Regions from separate parts of the Hordeum vulgare genome. Here region 2 is linked to region 1. Evidence: chromatin contacts called from public Hi-C data. All regions are on one chromosome and are shown on one strand. Each heading gives the region's core, a stretch centred on a gene start, on an enhancer-like site or on the middle of the called end of the contact. The rest is flanking DNA. Distances are from core to core; before and after follow the strand shown.

The links. Hi-C and Micro-C count contacts between places; a contact is called where the count stands out from the background.
Region 2: a contact with region 1 is called in a Hi-C map of leaf, with 3 times the contacts expected there. The contact joins the enhancer-like site here to the promoter of LOC123452058 in region 1. A contact is called at or near these places in 2 of 6 Hi-C or Micro-C datasets (both in leaf).

Annotation. Positions count from the first base shown.
Region 1 is chr1H:509,936,183-509,943,766 of MorexV3_pseudomolecules_assembly, reverse strand. LOC123452058 (S-type anion channel SLAH2-like) reads right to left here and starts at 3,015. Exons shown (of 2, transcript XM_045128636.1): 1 at 2,264-3,015; 2 at 709-2,184. The coding sequence starts at 2,929. The coding sequence ends at 967.
Region 2 is chr1H:509,990,830-509,998,413 of MorexV3_pseudomolecules_assembly, reverse strand. No RefSeq gene overlaps it. Among protein-coding and RNA genes, the nearest start is that of LOC123452069, 14 kb to the left of the region's middle. Within about 2 kb of position 4,318, at least 1 of the 3 cell types and tissues checked has open chromatin away from gene starts, as enhancers often do. A contact at or near this core is called in leaf, where this site is marked.

The DNA of each region.
Region 1 (7,584 bases), core at 1,766-4,265:
CCTGATTGGAGATGATGTGTGCTTACCTGGGTGAAAGCCCTGCCTGGCATGTCGAGAACAACAGAGGCGTCGCCCGTGGATGTCGCGTCATCTTCTTGAAGGCTCCATTGTGGTTGCTTCGTGTCCTCCAAGATGCCGTGGATGAAAATCTTGATCCTTTGGATTGGGTAGTGGCGGCACTCCAATGATGAATCCTTCTTGAAGATACCGCCTTGGGGCTCATAGATCAAGGTCTTGCAGCTTAGTCTCTTCTTGATGGCTTGTGTCCCGGTTGAGTCGTCCCTCCACTTCATAGTGAGGCCCTAGTGTATGTCTGCTGTTTACTTTGAGTTATTTTGGGCATGTTGGCTGGTTCTTAGCACCATATATATTGCTTTGGGTGCGTGTAATATGTTGTATCACTGGTTTTAAGTTGGTTGTTCTTTTACATATAAAGCGGGATGAAAGCCTTTTTGGTATGTTTTTTTAAGCAAAGGTAAGTCTGAGGGTGCCACCATCAACGGTAACCTTAGTTTTGAGCAATGAGGTAATGTCATGTCACGTCACACACACAAAATTATTTTGCAAATTAGCTTCTGTCTTTAATTTCTTAAAATCTCACATCTAAAATGCAACACACCAGGGCATCCATTCTTATTGATACACCTTTGATGATATATTCTTCCATATTTCAGTTATATGAAGGTACTTGGAGATGAGAATATAGTCTAAGAAATTTAATAACTTCATTTCGTTCAACAAGAGTATGACCACCAAATTTACAGGCTCGGCCGTTAATTCCGGCAATTATATCACTATCATGGCAATTTAAATTGCTCAAGGATATCACTCCTAATCCGCAACTACGTCCAGGAAGTTCATAAAGACAAAAACGAATGAAGAAAAAACATAGAGAAATCTATTACAAGTTCTACTAATCAACATAAGCTAGGCGTGCGTGCATGCACCATGTTGTGCACCAGTCTTCTAACACTCTGATCGTCCAGGCCCGTGTGCCACCGGAGACTCGCCAGCACAGCTGCTCGTCCTGGAATTGTCGGAGTAGACGCCCTGCTTGGAATTGGAATTGGAACTGGAATTTGGAATGGAGAGAACGAGCTCCTTAGCGTCAGAGCTAGATGATCGAAGGTGTGCGAGGATCTTGCTGAACTTGGGTCTTCGCCTGGTGATGGCGATCGACACATCGTTGGGGAAGAGGTCGCCGCGCACGAAGGCATGGTAAACGGTGGTTGCAAGCACAGCGGTGACCGTGACGACGGCGATCCCCGATAGCCCCACAGCCATAGCCCGCGTCAACACGTTGTCAACCTTTGATGCATACAACACAGTCGCTAGGGCCACGCTAGTCATCGGGAATGTGTACGCCCACCATGCCAGTGAGAACTTGAACCCCCGGAAGAGGTTGACACGCACCACTAGCGACACGTAAAGGAAGAGCGAGACAAAGTAAAGGAGCTTAGCGCCATCGCTGAACTCACCGGAGATCCTCGACCACGCCATGGAGGCAACACTCGGGGCAGCAACGAATAAGAAGAAGACCGGGTGGAGCTCCTTGGGGAGTTGCACGTTGGTGGGGAGCCGCTGATAGAGAGTGACGAAAAGCACGGCGTAGTGTGCCAACCCGACGGCGAAGAAGAAGATTGGCAGCTCCCGGAGGCCCATCCTAGCGCCGAGCAACGCGCCGACGAAGTTTCCGACCACCGCGAGGTGGTTGGAAGGGTTGGCCACCTTAGAGAGGCGCCGCTCGCCGCTAGACATCCACTGGCCATAGATCTTGAGGTCGAGGCATAGGATGGGCGCCATGAGCAGGTACCATACGGCGTGGTGGATCTCCCATACCGGATGCGGCACGCCCTTGACAAGGAAGAGGCAGGCAATCCAAGGTGCGAAGAAGAAGTTGACGCGCACGGGGTGGTGGAACTCGCGGCGGACAGCCTCGAAGTAGAAGACGACCTTTAGGAGGTAGGTGATGGAGACAACCACCATGAGAGCTACGGAGACCCACCAGAGGACGTGGTTGGCGGCCGGGTGCACGTGAAGGAACGCCGTGGATGGCTCCGACCCGAGGGTCTTCCACAACATGGCCTGACTGCTCACGCCGAGGCACATCCCAAAGGCGCTGATCGGGAACCGGAGCAGGAACGGCCATAGCTCGTCCTTGGGTAGCACCGCCATTTCTGTCGACTACACACGTTCACGCCATCGTTAGTGACAGCGATGGTTTTGTTAAGGGAAGCTGAGAGTGCGGTGATGTGGTACGTACACGAAGGGTCTCGAGCTCGGGGCCTTCGAGCGCGGCGAAGTAGCGGTCGGCGGTGGGCACTTGATCGTCCTCGTCGGTATCTACCTCTGAGATCTTTGACGCCGCACCTTTCTCGACGCCGGTGTCCTGTGGCACCCCGCGGAGGCTGGAGAGCTGCCTCTCAAGGCGGCCAGAGAACGTCTTAAACTGGTCAAACCGCCGGTCTCGCTCCCGCATGCTGTCGCTCCGCGGCACCGCCGGCACTTCGCCGCCGACTCTGACCACTAAGGACGGCTGCGAGTGGTGCCGGGCCTGCTTCAGCAGCTGCGGCACGGCCGGGTGGTGAACCCGCTCGACCTTCGGCTCGCTCGGCGGCACGGCAGGGGAGCCCACGTCGGCCTTGTTGGCGCGGACGAACGGCGGCTTGCCGAGCTGCGCGAGGTGGAGCCCCGACGGCGAGCCCGGGACGCTGATCAAGACAGAGCTCGGCGTCTCAGCGTAAGCAGCCGCGGCCGCTTCCTTGGTGGTCCTGCCACCGGAAACGACGGCATGATCAGCAGCTTCCATGGAAGAAGCGCCGGCGGCCCGCGACGGGACGCGAAGGAGAGGCGGCTCCGGGGACGGAGCACATCCCGGCTGGCCGTGCAGCTCCCCCGCTATCTGGATTCTGACCTCACTGGACACCATGGCAGCAACTCTCACTGTTACTTTGTCTCCACCGCTGAAGCCAGCAAAGCTCCTGAAGACGCGTTTGAGTTGGTGGTGACTGGTGACTGGCGGGTGAATGTATGTGCCTCGCATCGTGGGCGTGGCCAGGTTATTTATACACACACACACATGGCCCGAGTGGAGGACGCACGCGCGGCGCTGGCTAGCCAGCTGATGGATCGACCGACCGACCGGTGGTAGTGGCGCGCCGGGGTGTGGTCAGGTCAGCGGCGCCGGCACAGGGTGGGGATGCACGTGGAGGAGAAGAGAACACAGGAAGGAAGGTTCCACGCATCACCGCACAGGCCGCACCGCACCTCCTTCGCAAAAGCTACAGCGCGTAACCGTCAGCATGCACTCGATCGGCAGCCAGCGGTCGCGCCGGATTCGTCGACGTCGTGCCCGTGTCCATGTCAAAGAGACTATACGTCCGTCATCGTCGTCTTTACCACGTCCCCGACGGTCGAGACCAAATTCTTGTGCGTGCGTGCATGCATGCGACCTGGCTCTCCGTCACAATTCACACCATCTGTCCAAGTCGAGGTCGCCTGCATGGGTTGGTGGACAATAAGAGCTTTGCTACAAGAACGGACGTTTTACAGGATTTTTACAGGCAAAGCTGAGGTGGATTGTTTTGATTGATACTTAGATGAGGCCGGCTCCATCCTAAAAATCAGGGAAAGATTTGAATAAACGTATCAGTCCATAACCTCCTGTAAAAGAAATCCGTAGGCTAGCATTCTTGGGACAATAATATTACTAGTACCTGTAACCTTCTATAACTGAATCCACACTCAACCTTCCCACCACCGCAATCGTAGGCCACAAACCTGGCCATCTATCTAAGAGCATCTCTAGTAGAACACTCAAATCCTTAAATGTAAAATCAGTTTTAAGGGTTGAGAATTGCCTATTTCTGACACTTTTAAGGGTTGAGAAACAGCGGCAAAGACTAGAACCCTCAAACCCAACCCTTATAACGGAATATTCCGTTATAAGGGTTGGGTTTGAGGGTTCTAGTCTTTGCCCCAACCCCAAACCTTAAAACTGTCATTTCATATATCACACATTTCATCACATTTCATCATATGACATATCACAAATTCAATCACATTTGACATAAAACAATAATCATTCTAGTTATTATTACACCACCGAATAAAAAAATAATCATTCAAATTATTCCAACAATGTTTGAGCAAATTACAACATAAAACAATGTTTGAGCAAATTACAACAATTGTTCGAATCAAATAGGACATAGAAAAGTAAAACAAAGATACATCATGGGCCTATACGCCGCCCATCCAACTGCCAGTGGTGCTCTACTAGATCATCCCGGAGACGACCATGAGTGGTTGCATCCTCAATCTCACGATGTGCTTGAAGAAAGGCGTGTATGCGAGAAGGGTTTCTTTCCGGTTGCACACGATGTGAGTGGCAACAATTGTGAGTGCCAATGAAGCAAAAATGTAAAAATGAAGCAAAAAAGCAAAAATGTAAACCTCAATCTTCGGTGCTGCGGAGGGGCGGCCGGGGCGGCGGCGCTGGGAGGGGTGGCCGGGACGGGGCGGCGCTGCGGAGGGCCGACCGGGGCTGCGGAGTGCCGGCCGGCGGCGGCGGAGGGGAGGCCCGGGCTGCGGAGGGCCGGCCGGGGCGGCGGCGCTGCTGAGGGCCGGCGGGGACGGGGCGGCGCTGCGGAGGGCGGCCGGGGCTGCGGCGGGGCGGCGCGGCGGACGGGGCAGCTGGGGCGGGGCGGCGGCGGCGGAGGGCGGCCGGGGCGGGGCGGCGGAGGGGCGGCCGGGGCGGCGGATGGGTGGCCGGGGCGGCCGGAGCGGAGCGGCGGCGGCGGATCGAGGGGAGGGAGCTGAAACTTCCCTCCCGCGCTGGAGAAGAAGAGGAGTGCAGGTTGGGGGGAGTTTCTCCCCCCAATCCTCACTTCTACAGGCTGCGATGGCGTTTGAGGGTTGGACCTTTATTTTTTTTACGGCTTTAAGGATTTAAGGGTTCTAGTCTACGCCGTTTTTTCGACGAAAACTGTAAAAAAGCGGTTATTTTTAAGGTTTTGAGGGTTTGAGGGCTCTACTAGACTTGCTCTAAGCTCAGCATCAGCGAATAACTCCGGCCACCCCCCTGAGAACCTAGACCTCCACATCCTTAAGATAGATAGTGTGGATACTTATTCTCGGGCGAGATCAAGCCTCCCCATCTCGCGTGCTCGGGAAGGAGAAAAAGTAACTAATCGCAACAACAAAATCCAGGTGCATGAAAAATAGCGAAATTGTTATTTATTTATTTTGATACAACATCCGTCTTGAATTATCGGTCATAAAAATGAGTGTAGCTAGACATGTGTTTTTGTGTGTAGATACATACGCTTCATTCCGGATAGAGGGAGTAGAATTATAGTCATATAGTAGGGTTTTTGTGTTCAAATAATGGAAGCTCTCATAAGTCATACAATTGCTCCCACCATGATGAGCTTTTCTGAGCAACGTTGATATCTAGTGATCTTCCGCTCTGGGGAGGAGCACGAGTAAACGTTTGGTTCGCACCAGCAAGAGCGACCGAGCAAAAGTGTACCGAAATAAAAGTGTTTTGTGTACAATACAAGGTTGGTATACGTTTCTCCTTCCACGTTTTATGTGTGTGGGGAAAGAGGTGTACCGAAGCAAATAAGAAAATAAAATTACTAGGCTCTAAAAATAAATTTCTCTAGAGTATGGAAAATTTTAAAATTAATTGTAGTCATCACATACCACAGTAGTGCATGAGTCACTACGGTAATAATAGTTTTATTAACAAAATGTAGACGCATATGTTCATACAAACACACATACGTTCATCGCTATGAACACAGGCACACTATCCTTATAAGCATCATTGAAATACCGAGCCGGCAAAAGTAATTTTCTAAGAAACAATGCAAAAGTTATACCCCTATTATTCCTTGACGATTTTTCGGCAAGCTGTCGATCACTACATTGATTATTAAGTCTAGTAGTTAATTTCTATTCTAAAATGATCCAGCACATTGCGGAGCTTTGTTCTTGACTGAAACCTCCGTGTAGTTTGACTGGTCTTGCATGCATGCATGCACGTAGGGACGTAGCCATGGAGGGGGATTCGTGGAAGCAACCTCCACAAAACTATTAAGACAAGGAAGCAACCTTTACATGAGACATGAGCCTATACTCTTTGAACCCGACCGAGCGATGAACCAAATGCAGAGATACGTCCCGGTCCACACCCGCGTCCACAAATGACTTGCAATTTCTACTGCGTTTCTTGGCACAGTGTACAATGTGGGGTCCTGGTGTGCACCACGGCACTGTGCATGCAAGGTGGAGTATGCATGTAGTGGCCGGGCTGCTAGCTGCTTGCCTTGCCTCGGTCGGTCAAGGTCATGAGCCGGGGAACGAAGAAGACGGACACGCTATCCCTCGATCGAGACCGATCTTTCGGCTGGCACGACAGCAGAGGCAGGCTCAACTTTTTTGACTGCACTGCACTGCCGTCTGGTGCACTCTCCGCGTACACGCCGCGTATCACGCACCACGGTGCCCCTAGATAGATTCCTCATCCACCAAGGAATGAACCGGATGCATGCAGCTTCCTAGGACCAAGATCGATGTGATATCCCCTGTTAGTTTACGAAGGCGTGCAAAAGTTCATTCGTACCTTCGATTACTTTGAAAAAGTGAATCTTTGATTACTTTGAAAAAGTGAATCAAGTAGTGAGTGTAACCATCGGGTACGTACGGCCAAACACACTACCGGAGTAAGCCTATACGCCGACGGCCAAATCTATGCCGAAAGGGCCGTCGACATATATGGAGGTATGTCGACAACGCTTGGAAAACCACCGATATAGAAAGACAGTTGGCATACCTTCATTTACACCTACTACGTTTGTAGGTAGAAAGACCGTCACACTACAGGAATCGGGCATTTTGCCGTCAGGACGCTAAAGACGACAAAGAGAGAATTACAGACGGTAAAAAATTTGCCGTCAGCCCATGACGGCAAAAAATGTCGTCAGACCATGTACCCGCAAAGGGTAATTTTGCCGTCAGCATTTTTTCGGGCAGACGGCAAAAAATTAGCCGTCAGTGAAAACGGTTTGCCGTCATCTATTATGAGGCAGACGGCAAAAAACCTAATAAAACCACCCGGACGACGTTAAATCTTTGCCGTCATCCGACCGGAATGCAAGACGGCAAAGATTACGGGTTTGCCGTCAGTTGTTATCAATACCAGACGGCCGACGACCTGATCGGGAGGGTGGCCGGTGGTGCATTGGAGGAGGGGGTGGTGGTCGGGCACCCGAGGGAGGGGGTGGTGGACGTCGGTGTACATGTGGCTGGTGGTGGGCGCGGGGGGGTGGGGGCAAGGGGGTGGCTGCTGGTGGGGGAGAGAAGAGATGGAAACGTGGGGTGATGGGATGTGCGTCCATGGGATGGGGCTGAGGGTGTGATGACTGACAGAAGATGTGTGGTGCGGATACTGCCACGTCATCGATCCACGTGATCGATCCGTGTGTGTTGTGCTTCTTATTTTACCGTCTCTAGTTACTTTTAGAGACGGCAAAATTATTTTGCCGTCATTGAATTATTTTTAAAGACGGAAAAATA
Region 2 (7,584 bases), core at 3,069-5,568, 53 kb before region 1:
TTTTACCTTGTTACACGTTTTTAAAATTCTATAAAAAAATTCCAAATGCATGTCACGTATATTGTGTTAAGGGTATGTCACATTTCTTACATCACACAAACTTTTTTTACATTGCATACACTTCTTTCTGAAAATGTCACAAGCACATTTTTTGAAACTTGTGAACATTCTTGAAATGTTACACTTTTTTGAATGGATGAAACATTTTTTTAAATCACACGAATATTATATACATTTTGCATACATTTTCTAAGTGCCACATATATTTTTCTAAACTCGTAATAGTTTTTAGATGTCACAGACATTTCTTTGCACATTTGTTCAGGTTTCTCATTTTGTTCCCATTATTTTTTTGTTTGCACTTTAATTTTTTTGTTCCGGTTTAAAAAACTGCTTGTTTTTTCAAAATTGATTGTTTTTTAAAAGGTAGTCATTTTTTAATGTATACAGAATTTTCAAAAAGTGATCATACTTTCTAAAATGTGCGGATATTTCCAAAATTATTTATGTTTTCAATATTTGTTTTCCCCGATAAAATGTTTTCGGAGTTCAACACTTCGGTGTTTTCCAAAACACAAATAATTTACAAAATGGCAAAATGATTACTTGAAAATGTGTCACAGTTTTTTAATATCCGAATCATTATTCATACCATGTGAAAAATTGTTGGATTTCCGGACATTTTTTTCAAATATGATTTTTTTAAATAACGGACAGTTTTTAGGAAATGATAAAATAATTTCAAAATTCCAATTTTTTTTAAGAACACAAAAGGAAATTGAATTTGTGCAGAAAGAGAAAGCAGTAACATTTTTTAGAAATGAGCTAACATGTTTTAAAGTTCACGAATGCTTGTTATGTCACATTTCTTTGCATTCATGAAGTTCTTGTGTGTGACCTCGACTTTGACAGATGATGTGATGGATCGAACGAACATATCTCGTGTGTTGTGCTCTCCTGTGCTGAGCCGGCAAGTGGTGGATAGATTATTTTTGCTGAGTCTGTTTTACACTTGAATAATAGTATAGCTGTATTAATTTGACTATACTAATAGTAGTAACACTAGGAGTATGACTGATAAGATTGATGCAAAGAAATGTGGCCCAGCTCGTGCTCAAACGAATAAAACGTTTGGAAAAGAAAACTATAATCATATTTATTAGAGAATTATAGGTACATATTAGTTTTTTCAAGATAATGGAAGCTTTTGATTGTTCATGTACTACAGTTGACTAAAGTTGGTGTGCGTGGTGGGTGGTGGGTGGTGGGGATGTTGCGTATGCTCGTGCTCAAGTGTACCACACGGTCTTAATGAAAAATAAACTGACATGCTATACTCCTAGTGAATTGTATTATATGATTAATGGTACAAATATATTATGAAGGAACTGTAACTAGTATTAACGATCATAAGTAGAGTTCTCCTCCGTCCATGGCCTTCACAGCATTTCCTTTGATCGGTACATTATGCAATCGAGTTGTACACTGGTCGCTATTTTGATGGACTCCATCTACTGGCATTGTAATATATGCTCCCTGACCTTGTTATGCGTCTTCAACATACCTCATTCAAAAAATGCTCCGCGCATTAAAAGATTCGTTATTTGGGCGTCGGACAACTCCAACAAACGCTGAAAACAGTGGGCGCGTTAAAAAAATTTGGGTGCATGCTAAAAAACGCTATCGCGCGCATCATATTTGGTGCGCCGGCTTGCGCGCGCAGCAAACTCTGTGCTGCTGCCGATGGGGTCGCTAGATTGGGCTGGATTGGGCGTCCTACTAGCGCGCGTCTGTTGGAGATACTCCGGTCCCGCGCTTTAAAATTGCTATAATGACGCGTTAATTTTTTTTTATTAGGCCCGATATTTTTGTGCTGCTGTTGGAGATGCTTTTACTGTTCCTTGAAACTAGTAGAACCGTCCATTCATTCTAATCTACTCCCTCCGCTCATAAATATAAATCTTTTTAGAGATTTCACTATGAATTACGTACAAATGTATATAGACATATTTTAGAGGATGAATTCACTTATTTTACACCATATGTAGTTTATGATAAAATCTCTAGAAAGACTTATATTTAGGAACGAAGACAGCATTGGATAAAATTAACTAATACTCCAACTTAACTATCTTGGAGGACGGTCGCTGAAAATTAGGCAGTACCTAGGCACTAAGTGTAAAATCGTAATCTCTGGCTAGTAAATTCTAAATCTAATCCAAAAAAATGGGGGATGACAAGAAGGACACGGCTGCTCTGCCCACCTAAGAGCATGGTTAGAGCATGGTTAATAGTATAGCCAACTGCTGGTTATAAGCCATCTTATAGCTCATCTTACAGCTAGCTTGTACAATAGTTAATTATAAAAGAGTACTACTATTATCATATATGGCCCAGCTTTCATTCTCACAAAGCACCTAGGAGCACGTGCTAGAGCTGGCTCTTCACGAAGAGGCCGCTTCCTTTCTCTCTCCTCTTCTCTCTCATCCAACTCAGCAAAAATATAGTATTTTAATTCTTACAGCCTGCTGACTGTACCTTATTGTACTTGCTCTTAATAGTATAGCCAACTGCTGGTTATAAGACATTTTATAACTCATCTTATAGCTAGCTTGTACAATAAGTAGCTATAAAAGAGTACCACTTTTATCATATATGACCCATCTTTCATTCTCACAAAGCACCTAAGAGCACGTGCTAGAGCTGACTCTTCACGAAGAGCCCGCTTTCCTTCTCTCTCCTCTTCTCTCTCATCCAACTCAGCAAAAATATAATATTTTAATTCTTACATCCTGCTGATTGTAGTTTATTGTACTTGCTCTAACTGGGACGACGGCTGCTAGCCAGCGCTTTGATTTTGGCATAGGACGCGGCGTTCCTTAGCCGATCGGGGACGATGCTTAACTGATCCTTTATTGACTCCATCTACTTGCATTGTAACATATGCTTCCTGAACTTGTTATGCGGCTTCAACATACCTCATCCAGTCTAATGGATCTGCCCCCTTTTTTGCTAGCAAAATTTGATCGACTCAAGCAACCGATATTTCATGACCTTGGTTTGAGGAGTCATCTTACCTCATTCGGTCTAACGAGTCTACACTCCTTTTCTGCTAGCAAAATTTGATTGGCTCAAGCAACTGATATTTCATGATCCCTTTTACAACTTGAGCTTACCTCATTCAGTCTAATGGATCTACACCCCTTTCTGCTATAGAACTTTCACGACTCATACAACCAATATTTCGTGACTTTGTTGTGCGGCTTCAACTTATCTCATTCAGTCTAATGGGTCTACACCACTTTATGTAGCAAAATTTGATCGACTCAAGTAACCGATATTTCCTCACCTTGTTTTGCGGCTGCAACTTACCACATTTAATCAAATGGGCCGGGACCACACCCCTTTCTGCCAGCAAATTTTGATCGGCTCAAGCAATCGATATTTCCTGACCTTGTTCTGCGGCTACAACTTAACCCCTTTCTGCTAGCAAAATTCGATCACTCTTTTTGTGGCTTCAACTTACCCCATTCATTCTAATCAATCTAAACCCCTTCCTGCTATCAAAAGTTGATCGACTGATCAAACAACCTATATTTATTTCGTGACTTTGTTTTGCGGTTTCAGCTTACCTCGTTCGGTCTAATGGGTCTACACCTCTTTCTTCTAGCAAAAGTTGATCGGCTAAAGCAATCAAAAATCCGTGACCTTGTTTTGTGGCTTCAGGTTACCTCATTCAGTCAAATGTGCATACACACCTTTTTGCTGGCAAAATTCTATCGGCTCAAGCAACCGATATTTTGTGACCTTGTTTTCGGCTTCAACTTGCCCCGTTCAGCCTAATGGGTCTACACCCCTTTCTGCTAACAAATTTTGATCAGCCCATGCAAAACCAAAAGTGTCGGTACTTTGGTTGGTGGATGTCTGTCATAGAAAGAATAAGCCAAATCTTTTTTGTTTACTACAAGAAGGAACAGCCTTCATTTGTGAGCATCTACGTTTGTATTGTGTTTCCTGAAAACAAAACTGGTAAGGTAAGGGAGACCAAAAAGCAAAGAAAGTTGCTTGGCAAGAAGAGAGTTAGTTTTCCCAATCAACCTTAGTAAGTTGCCTTTGATAGCTACTCTACCTATTATTTATTTATTTTCTACTACTAGAAACGACTTAGCTAGAAGCTAGCTATCACCTAAAAAACGGTTAACCAGTAGCTATATGGTGTCACCAGGAATACTAAACTGTTCCCCGTATGTGCCTGTGAACCTGGCCTAGAACTAACCCTAATTACTACCTTTGGCCGTACGCACCTAACTGTGATGGTTACACTCACTGCTTGATTCCTTTCTAAAAAGGAATCGAAGGTACACACTTTTGCGTACTTGGAAACTGATGCTTTGGCAAGAAGGCATGGAGGAATCTATCTATTTGCACCGTGGTGCGTGCTACGAGGGTGTGCACCGGACGGCACTGCACTGCAGTTCTGTCAAAGTGTTGTGCCGCTGCCTCTGTTGACGTGCTAGAACAAAAGATCGGTCTCGGAGTGCATATGTTGTGTTGCCAACTCGTAAGAGCAAGTATCATAAGATGACGTAGATGGATTGTAAGATTAAAAATAATATATTTATGTTGCTTGCAAAAGAGAGAAGAGGAAACACTAGTGGAGAAAGGGGTATTAGAACCGATTGGTAAGGGCCTTTGGACCCGGATACACATCCGATGCTACGTATCCGGGACTAAAGGCTCCCCCCCCCCCTTAGCACCGGTCTCTTACAAACCGGTGCTAAAGGTCTCCACGTGGGTGCCGAAGAGTGCGCGCAGGCGGAGGACCTTTAGAACCGGTTGGTAACACCAACCAGTCCTAATGCTTTTTTTTTTCCTTTTCTTTTCAGGGTTTCCGATTCCGTATTTCGGTGTTTCCGTGTTCCGTATTTTCAGGGTTTCCGTTTACGTGTTTCCGGTTCCGTATTTCCGTTTACGTCTTTCCGATTCCGTATTTCCAATTCCGTGTTTCCGATTCCGTGTGTCCGTGTTCCGTTTTTTACGAACACGTAATCGGAAACACGTATCCGGAAACACCGATTCCGTGTTTGCGGTTAAGTGTTTCCGATTCCGTGTTTGCGGTTAAATGTTGATGCACCAAATAAAAGTACATATATACATGTAACACGAAGTACTCGACCGATTATCATTACATAATTTGAAGTTCGTTTCCTATAGCTGCATACTTGCATAGAGAAGGGAGCTGGCTATTGGTTCATAGGATGGAAAAATTCTCCGCCTTCATCTATGACTTGCGTGAGGAAAAATCCTGCCAATTCCTCTGCAACAGCCTTTCAACGTTGGATTGGTCTGAGCATCGCCCGCTTTCGTCGCAGCTTTAAAAGAAGTAGATGAAAACAATTAAGTTATGAACAAAACTAAACATAATTGATGGCAACATAAATAAAGTTGTGAAGATCCGGTTACGTACCTCTAGATTTCTGGAAGTACGGGATTTCTCATTGATAATCCTGTGAATGTACTCGCAAACGTAGTGTCCACAATAATCAGTGCCCGGTGGTTGTTGCGGGACGTCCTATATACGAGAACATAATTCAGTCAAATTAATAATAATCAAGAGAATGGTAATGGTATTGAAAGCAGGGTACGTAGTACTACTTACTTTGTTAATCTGAAAGTGGTGCTTGTCTGCCCATGTACCGGGTTCTTCCTTGATGAACATTTGTCAAACCCTGGCCGACAAAGAAAAATGAATACAAGAGTTAATTATTACTTACTTGATATCAGGAAATGAACGAAAAAGAGGCCGATGAACGAAAGAGGCCGATATATATATACCTTTGAAGCATCTGACGCGCGCTCTTCCATGTGTCAGCGTCCCAGGTTAACGGGTCCCAGACTTCAACTTGTCCTTGATCGATTCTAATGATGAACAATATGAAGTGGGACCTGCGCACGTGTACACACGCAGTCATGCATACTCATCAATTACACTTAACATCAGGTAAGCAAAATGGAATGTGTACAAGACAGTAACACTCACTTGAATCCGTAGGGCCAAAGTATTTCTTTTTTGGTACTTTGTCGCTTCAAAAACCTTAGCAAATCATCCGGTGTATCCTTGTTGAACTTTTCTATTGTCTCTTGATGAAACGAATATGGGTCAATGAACCCAAAGTCCCAGATTCCTGCCAGCCTGCATTCACGAATCTTCATTCTGCATAGTAGCGTACAAAAAGAATGTCTCGTGACTGATAATTATACGGGCAATGAACGCGAGCTTAACTAAATAATTAAATTACACAAATAAATCACTTACAAACAGTAGCAGCCGACGATAGCTTTGTCGAGGGCACGTTGATTGTACATCTGGAAAAAAATCATCGAACCCAACCTCCACACTGTACTCTCCGAAGTAGTGTTGATCCTGAACTGCCGCCATGATACAGTCTCTCTTTTGCCTTGCGGCCTCCAAGTACCAAACATGTAAATTCCATAGTTGGGTTGTTAGAGCACTAGGATTTTCGACCAGAGGGTGCTCGGGCTTATATTTATATACCACATCAGCAATAGCGTAACCTACGTCGCCCATGCGTGGACCGGACACTGAAGCCTGGTCAGATAACACCTTGAGCGGGGCAATTGACTGTGCTTCTTGTTGTCCGAGCTGGGGAACTTGTTTCCCGCATTTCGTCTGCTCCGCCTGCTTCATCTGCTCCGCCTGCTTCATCTGTGCGGTGTGCATCTTTTCAATGTACCGTTCATAGTCTGAAAGGGGCGGCGGTGGCGGCGGTTCAGGATAATATAAGTTGTCGATGGTGCGCTCAATTTTCCACTTTGGTATGTTCTTCAGAGTTTCCTTCCAGATGTCTGGAGGGGGCTTCAGGGGAAACCGTGCGAACCATGCTTTGTTTTTGGCTTTCACGACCTCGTCTAGTTCCTCCGGAGTCATCAGGCCTGGTAACTTCGGGGGAGTCTTGACTTTCTTGGGTTTCCTTTCTCTCTTCTTGGGAGGAGTCCCGTTTCTTCTGAACTGCAGCTTCCGCTTTGCCGTACCCGTAGTGGGCGCATCCGTCGGCTCACTGGAGTGCACGGGCGATGGACTCTCGGCCTCGGGCTCCCAATCTTCGTTGTGGGGTGGACTTGGAGGTGCGTTGGGGGGTGGACTTGGAGGTCGTGCATTCTCTGTACGAAAGTGAAAAAACTATTAAAAATAGGCTTACATGTGGTGCAACATTCAGTAATTGTTGGAGGTGGTGCATTTGTACCTGGAGGAGTCGGTTGCCTTGGCGCCGCGTTAGGAAACACGATGTGTTTCTTCTTCCACAAGATGATACCAAGCTCCATTTCTCCCAGTGTCTTCTCGCCTTCACCTCCAGGAATATCAAGCTCAATTGACTGGCATCCCGGCGTAATTGTTGACAACCCGACACGAGCATGGGATGCTGGAATCTGACCACCATGGTAGGTTGCTCCAGGTTGATTCGGTAAAGCATAGCCTGACGCCACCATGAAGGATATGTTCCCCATTGGCATATGTATCTCACAGTTTGTCTTCTCCATGATATCATCCACGGGGTAGTGAGG